2 separate regions of the Mus musculus genome follow, and region 1 is linked to region 2. The links are chromatin contacts, called in public HiChIP or PLAC-seq maps. All regions are on one chromosome and are shown on one strand. Each heading gives the region's core, a stretch centred on a gene start, on an enhancer-like site or on the middle of the called end of the contact. The rest is flanking DNA. Distances are from core to core; before and after follow the strand shown. Region 1 overlaps Fez2 (fasciculation and elongation protein zeta 2 (zygin II)). Region 2 overlaps Crim1 (cysteine rich transmembrane BMP regulator 1 (chordin like)).

Region 1 (4,015 bases), core at 676-3,175, 140 kb before region 2:
CCCTCTCCCCCTCCCTCTTCCTCCCTCCTCCACATTCACATGAATATATGTATATATGTCTATATCCCTAGAGTCTCTTGACTGTCTATTTAGAGGATATTCTGCAGTGATGCAAGGTGAAGTAGAATCTTGCCGTCTGCCACATCGTTTCTCTGGTTTGGCTGATGGCTGGGGAGTGCTTATGGGCAAGGGGCCCTTGGCTGTGGCTACCAGTCCAAGCCCAGCAGTGGATCTGTTGAGAAACTTGAACTTCAGCTTCTCCTGCAAGCATCAGTAGATGTTTTTGTGTTTTCCAGGTTGCTCTATTAGGAAGCCTGGGGTCGCCTTTTTACTTCTTTCTCCCAGGCTAGAATTCCGATGGCGTGAACGTCATCTTTCACAAACAGCCAAGTTTCTTGTAGTTGAGATAGTTCAGACATGTTCACATCTGTGTGCTTACGCAGGAAGACTCAAGTTGCATATGCATCTTATAACTGTGCATTGGCCTTCTTTTTTTCTTTTTGTTTTTTTTTCTTCTTCAATGATTCTAATTAGCTTTTTGACTGGGAAAATTAAGCTAATGAATTTGGAGTGTACTTTCCAAATAGTTTTCTTGTGTGAGTTCTGACTTCTTCATCCAGCTGAGATTTTTGAGTCTGCATCTAGCTTTATCATTTTCTCAGATAATAGAGCCAGGTAATACAGACTGAAAGCAAGCATTTTTTTTCTTGTCATTTTCCAAGGGAATGTAGTTAACTAACAAGCTGACTTGTTTACTTGAAAATCATCTTTTATTGCTGGCTCTGGAGCCTGTGATGTCATCTCTTTGGATAACCTGTTTTACAAACAAGGAACAAATGATAAAATGTGGTGTGTGAAGAATCTACAGAGATAGTTATGCTATGTAGGTTTTTCTTGTAAAAGCAGTCTCTTCCATCCAAAGTAATAGTTATATTCTCAGCAGAGTGAGGAACCAGGGCAATCTCTTGGCCAGGCCATTGGTTCTTGCCAACATAAAACTGTGTATGGGTTTGGGTCTGGGAAAGGCGGGGCACGAGGGTAATGGAGAGGGAGGGGCTTGCAGAATAGCTCCCACAAGGCCAGTGTGGGCACGCTCAGATTTCCAGCAGTGCTGTTGGTTGCCTAGTGTGGCTGGGCCAGAGACTAGTAGCCTGCTCCCTTCAGGATAGCCCTTTTTGTATTTCTCAGCTCTTTGTTAATCAGGATTTCTTTACACTCTTAACGTTTATTGAGAGCCTCAGAGGGCACTCATACATAATTGAATTGGTCAATATTTACTGTATTAAAAGTAAACACGAATAAAAGATTAATTCATTCAAAGTATCAAAGTTCAATGATTAATTCTTATATAAATGGTAAGTTTTAATAGGCTATAACTTTAAAGGTTGGTTAGAGAAGTGTCATTGGTGTTTGTTTTTGTCAGTCTTGTTGATGTACGGCACAGTTGAAGGACATGAGCCTCGGCTCCGCCTCTGCATTCAGTCTGCCCTTTGGAATGTTACACTGTACACTGGGACAGTCTGAGTGAACTGGAGTGTGTATATGGCCAAAGTACATGATGCACTTGAAAGACATGGTATGAAGCCTAACACTATGCTCAATCACAACAATAATAAATTTAAAAAGAAGACAAGCCATATTTTAATAATGTTAAGATAAGTTTGCGTTCCTGCTCCTCTAGAATCTCAGTGACTCTCAGATTGTGCCTGGGCCACACTTTGCGATCACTGGGACTAATGTATACGTTGTCTGAGAGCAGAGAGCATTTCTGTAGCGTTCTTAGGACCTGGAGAATACCTTTACATCCACTCCTTCAGCGTGCTTACTGGTTCAGCTTTCCCCCTAACATTCCAGGGACAAGCACCGTCTGGTGACTCAGAGTGCAGCTTCCTCCTCGGGAGCCTTTCCTTCAGTTAGTCAGGCTGTGAGAATCTCTGCTGCCTTTGACTCGGCTGCTAGCTGGGTGCCAGCGTGCCCCTTGATGATGCGTGTGACTGCAGGCTGGGTGCAAATCAAGATAAGTCACCGAAGGGGAAGAGACAGTCTCACTTGAGTGCAGAGAGTGAATTCTAGGAAGTCTTGGAGGTTGCCAGGAGAACTAAGTTGTAATTGTTTTCTAGAAACAGAGTGAGTATGTTTTCGGGGGTAAATTGGTATCCATGCTGCTCCCCAGGCAGCCTAAGCCGAGAATTCACATTCTCGGTAGCAAGGCAACGGCAGGTGCCTGGAGAGCAAGTGGGAACAGTCGCTAGTCTGAAAATGTCAGGTTCATCTTCCCCAAACTGATGGCGGAAAGATGTACGCTTCAGCTCAGAACAGGCGCGTTGCGAAGGATTAGGCGTTCAAGCTTCCGATAGATAAAGAGTAAACAAGCGGTATCAAAAGGTATCTCAAGGATTGTGCGGTAAACTGTTTAATAAAGTAAGGGTACAGCTGATGTTTGCAACAATTGGAACAAATCTATTAGTTACAGCGGGGAAGCTCTCTGTGGGGATAGTGGCTTACAAACAGTTGGCTCTGCATTGGACTCACGCCGGAATGGAAGTGAAAGCGGTCTCTAAACACCATGATTCTGTCTGCTGTCTGAGAGTGAGTGATCGTGGCATTTTCTAACTGCTTGTCTGTTGGGCACAGAAAGACATCGCGGAACACTCCACTAATAGTCTCTGAACTTCTCTCTCTGTCCTGTTCTTCCTGGGCCATGTCCTGCTGCCTTTAGCGCTTCAGCATGGAAGGGATCTCAAATGTCATTCAGAATGGCCTCCGCCACACCTTTGGAAACTCAGGCGGAGAGAAACAGGTGCTCCGTTTTCCTTCTTTTCCTCACCCTCTGCTTGCTCCTGTGCTCTGCGAGGGCCCTGAAAGTTGTCACTTTTACTAATTGACTGAGAGCATGGGTGGAAGGGGAGGGCTGCAGGTTCATTCTGTCTGTGTCTGAACCGAGATGGACAGAATCTGCCTTTGGGGAGAAAGCGTTGGGATTGGACAACAGACCGATTGCATCCTTAAGCAGGTTTCAGGGCCCCGTTTTCATGCCCACCTTTAACAAATAGATGTTAATAAACTGACGTAATGGCTTGCATGATCGTGAAAACAACTGAACTGGAACATGATACATTGCTGCTAAAATTTAGAAAAGAAGATCTCATTTCGAGGAGAATGTGGCCAGAGCTTTGTTACCTTTGAGATTAGAGTCTTAGGTAAAAAATATGCAGCGAGCAGATCTTACCTCTTTTATCTGACGTTGGGCGTTTTGTATGGTGAGCCAGCTCAGTCGTCAGCCTAGTGAGGAGTAAGACGACGACGTCATGGATGCAGAATTATATGCTGTGAGATGCGTAGTCAGATGTGTCGCAACTTGGTTTGTATTTAGGGTTTTACATAATTCAAAGGAGGGTCACGAACATGGGAATGTATATATTGGTGAATGTATTTGAAATCATCTTCCACTATTTGAAAATTCTACCTGACTGAGACACTCTTGTAGGCCAGGTCCTGGCTGAATAAGAAGGTGCGCCACTGTAAGATGTAGGAAGTCCAAATGCCTAGAGATTCTTCAGGGTTAGTTTTTTGTGTATCACTCAAGATGGGAAAGAGTTGGTATTAGAGAGGGCAGCTTCACCCTGACATTCACAGCTGATAGGGAGGCCCCTTGGGGATGGGTGAATTCTAGTTGTTATTCCGTGCCCCTTGCCTCCGTCAACCTGCAGGATGGAAACATAACCTCCAGGTGATATGGCTCATGAGGAGGTGGCCACGGGCCAAGGCATAGATTCCTGATGTTTCTTCACATGGCTTGGCACCATGAGTAAAGGCTCAGTTGGGCACATCATTGGCATTTATGGGATTTTTAAGAATATATATATAAAGAAAGATACTTGGGTGTACAGTTGAGCCTCACCGGGAGAATGTGGGGCCCTGAGATTTAAAAAGTTGAACAGCTATTTTTTACTATTGTTTGAGCCCTATTGTTAGTAAAAATAACAACTTTTACTATTGTTATTGTTTGTTTAGC
Region 2 (3,614 bases), core at 459-2,958:
AACATTCTCTCACTTTTTTTTTATTTTTATCATGCATCAGATGATAGTAAATAACACACGCTGTATCCACTGTCTTGCTCTTTGTAGCAAATCAGCCATGATCATAAACAAATGGTCATGGAGGGAGCGAGTCACGCCATTTGCTGCTATGAGTTGTAATGGATTTTTCGGAAACAAATCTGAAACAGAAGGAACTTTGGAGGAGAGGAGTGGCCAAAAAAAAATAATAATAAAAGAAATCTTGCTGGGCTTGTTACTGGAGAACTGACAGTAAAAAGCATGAAGCATCGAAGTCCCCTCGGGATTTTGTATACAGCTCTAACATGCAGTGAAGACTTCAGTGCCATAAAATTCAGCAAAATCCTCCCACCACAAGAATGGCCAAATACAGGAGCTTCTCCAAGACAAAGTTTCACTTAGAGCAGTGGTCCTCAACTTCCCTAAGCTAGGGTCCTTTAACACAGTTCCTCATGCTGCGGTGACTCCCAACCATAGTCTTTATGGCCAGAGGTTAGAAGGGCATCCATAGCCATCAAAGAGGAGCAAGGCCTTCAGGAAACTTGTAACCAGGGACTGTAAGACCACAGGGGACTCCAGCCATAGTCTCATTACTACTTTGTAACTAATCTTGCTACTGCTAAGAATTGTAATATAGAGATCTATTTTCTGATGATGGTCTTAGTAGATTCCTTTGAAAGTCATTAGACGCCCCCCCCCCCCACACACACACAAAAGGGTTGTGACCCAGAGGGCTGAGAACCGCTGACACAGGGAGAGCTGAAATGGCCTTGACTCTGACAGTTGGAGACCTGACATCCCACGACAGCTTTACCTGTGCCTCCATTTTTTCCTCTCCATAGATAGAAAAATGAAGCAAGCAGTTTGTAAGTTAATAGTCACTCTTCTTCCATTCATCAGAATTCCAGAATGTTCTACATAACTCTGCTGAGAGTCCTCATGGTTACCAGTGGGTATGCCATCTGATCCTGACCCATGACACCTCTTGCCTATTCAGAGGAGACAAACTTTCTGACTTGTTGCTGTAGAAATGTCAACAGAAGGAAGACAGTATTCAACTTTATCTGTTGTGTTTCCTTTGCTTTGTTGGCATGTGGGAAGCTGATAGACAACATAGTTTAATAGCAAACTTGGGTGTGGTTGTCCCAGTGATAAGGGAAATGAAAGTGGAAGGAGGTTGAATAATATTTATTTGAAGAGTTATAGCTTGTTCTTTTCTCCCACAGATGTTTACAAAGCGTATAAAAATCACACCGGCTCTTAGAAAGAATGGCTGGAATGTCTGTATAGCCAGGGAATCCACGGCCATCAAAGAGGAGCAAAGCTTTCAGGAAACTTGTAACCAGGGACTGTAACACCATTACCAGCTTTGTTATATTTAACAGCACATATGTGGATGTGCACACACACACACAGCAGAACTAATGAGACAGACACGCTGATTGCCAAGTATTACCTATTAGTCATATATACACATATGATTACACATGTTAATCCTTGATGTAGAAAAACAAAACAAAACAAAAACAAAAACAAAAAACTTCCCAGAGGCATTTAGCAGACATGGGTCCAGTCAGAGAGGCATAAAGGAACATGCAGATAACATTTTTGAGTCACACATCATGCTAAGATATATAACAAGACCACAGCCTAATTCCATTTGCAACATTCCTGATGGACAGAGACAAGCTGGCTCTCAACAGGAAAGCATTTAGAAGATTCCAGTCTGATTAGCGAGCAGAGGGCCAACAGGTACTAAGAAAGTGTAAATCTTACTTTCTCTTCGGTAAAGCAGAGAGAAATATTGCTGTAAATGTCATGTGGGAAGTAGTTAGGCCGGTTAAAACCCTGACTGCTTACCAAGCCCTGGGATCAGACACAACCGAGAACCTAAGTTTCCGTTTCACACACCAGAGAATGGTGTAAGGTCCCTTGAGGTCAAAGCTCCTAGAATGACCAAAAAGAGACAGGTCAACACACACACACACACACACACATACACACACACACACATACACACACATACACACACACACACACACACACACACACACACACACACATACACACACACACACACACATACACACACACACACACACATACACACACACACACAGACACACACACACATACACACACACACACACACACACACACATACACACACACACATACACACACACACACACACACACACACACACACACACACACACACACACACACAATTTGCAGGAATCATCTGAAAGGCCACACACACTACAAACTGCACCAAAACTCTCATTCGTGGCCTTTTCATCCACTGTTGAAAAGACACACATTGCTGGTATTTTAAAAAGTCTATGAACAGTAAATAAGAATCTCTCATATAATATAATATAATATAATAGAATATAATATAATATAAATACATTAAATGAAACTAGGAGGTCTTCTAGATGCCACTACAGACCCTTCTGGCAGAGCTCAACCAGTGTACTTACCAATCTTATTAATTTCTGTTCTTTTAACAGCAGATATCCTGAACACATTTTTTTTTTAAAGAGAAAAATAAAACCCATTTCATTCTCTGAACTAGATGAAAGGGAAAGGAAAGGGGGGGATGGAGAGACATAGATGACGCTCTTGGTTCATATTACCAGCAAAATGCTTTCCTCTGTTTCATAAAACCTCAATTTTTATCTGCAGACAAATATATGGATACATTGGGCGAAAGTGGTATCAATCTTTAAACATTATTAAATTCCTCTATTGTTCTCTTGTTATTGGAACAGGAAAAGAAAGGCCGCTGATAAGCAGAAAACACTGTACTTGCTTTTCGGGAAATTAAAAAAATTAAAAAAAAAAAAGACTTCCAGCGACAGAGAAAAGAATAAAAGGTTCCCCTACCCGCTGGAAAACTAGGAAGTCGTCAGCCAGAAACAAAGAATACATCCTTGATTCAGAGGAACAGTCCAGCCCCTGAAAACCACACACACATTAATTCATCTTGTGTTAATCTCTTCCCTCCCCAGCTCTGCAGTCACCACTTACTGCATCACTTCCTCCTGATGCAAAAAACACTGAGCAACAGGGGTCACAAATCAAAAGCAGGAAGGTGCCATAGAAAAGACAATGCCCAGGACTCCAGCAGCAGGAGCAGCTTATGTGGGCTGCTCTTCTTGTCTTAGCGCCCATACACCATTACAAGAGGAACCCCATACCCAAAGAGATTATCTGAGTGCCCAGGCTACTACCCTATGCGTGGCAGCAGTCAATAAGTACTAGGGGATGTGTCAAATTTTATGAGTAGGACATTTCTAAACTTTTTTAAACCAAAGGTTGAATGTTAATGAACCCTGAAATGACTTTCTTGAGAAAGTCGCACATTTCACAAGGAACAGAGACATCAGATCTAGAGGTAAACAGCCTGTCTATGAGTCACAGAAGGGCTTTGCAACTAATTAAAACTCCGTCCAATTGATTTTTGTTGCTCATGAATGTCTATCTCCCTCAGCTCCCACGCTCAGCGCCATTCCATTTGCATCTGGCTGTCCTGAGTATGTCACTGCCTGGGTGAACATCTTCCTAGATGGTAAGAAAGTGTATTAAAAA

What was found. HiChIP or PLAC-seq counts read pairs in DNA pulled down with a chosen protein or histone mark.
Region 1: a FOXA1 HiChIP or PLAC-seq map of pancreatic cancer cells shows a contact between it and region 2. The contact joins two enhancer-like sites. A contact is called at or near these places in 3 of 115 datasets of contacts at active chromatin or transcription factors (bone marrow-derived macrophages, heart atrium and pancreatic cancer cells) and 3 of 9 other capture datasets (adipose tissue, liver and pancreatic islet).

What each region holds. Positions count from the first base shown.
Region 1 is chr17:78,385,776-78,389,790 of GRCm38.p6, reverse strand. All of the region lies in intron 5 of Fez2 (fasciculation and elongation protein zeta 2 (zygin II)), which reads left to right. Among named protein-coding and RNA genes, the nearest start is that of Gm32336, 13 kb to the left of the region's middle. Within about 2 kb of position 1,925, at least 57 of the 459 cell types and tissues checked have an H3K27ac peak or open chromatin away from gene starts, as enhancers often do. A contact at or near this core is called in liver and pancreatic cancer cells, where this site is marked.
Region 2 is chr17:78,246,680-78,250,293 of GRCm38.p6, reverse strand. The region is part of intron 2 of Crim1 (cysteine rich transmembrane BMP regulator 1 (chordin like)); the gene reads right to left. Among named protein-coding and RNA genes, the nearest start is that of Gm41620, 33 kb to the left of the region's middle. Within about 2 kb of position 1,708, at least 81 of the 459 cell types and tissues checked have an H3K27ac peak or open chromatin away from gene starts, as enhancers often do. A contact at or near this core is called in liver and pancreatic cancer cells, where this site is marked.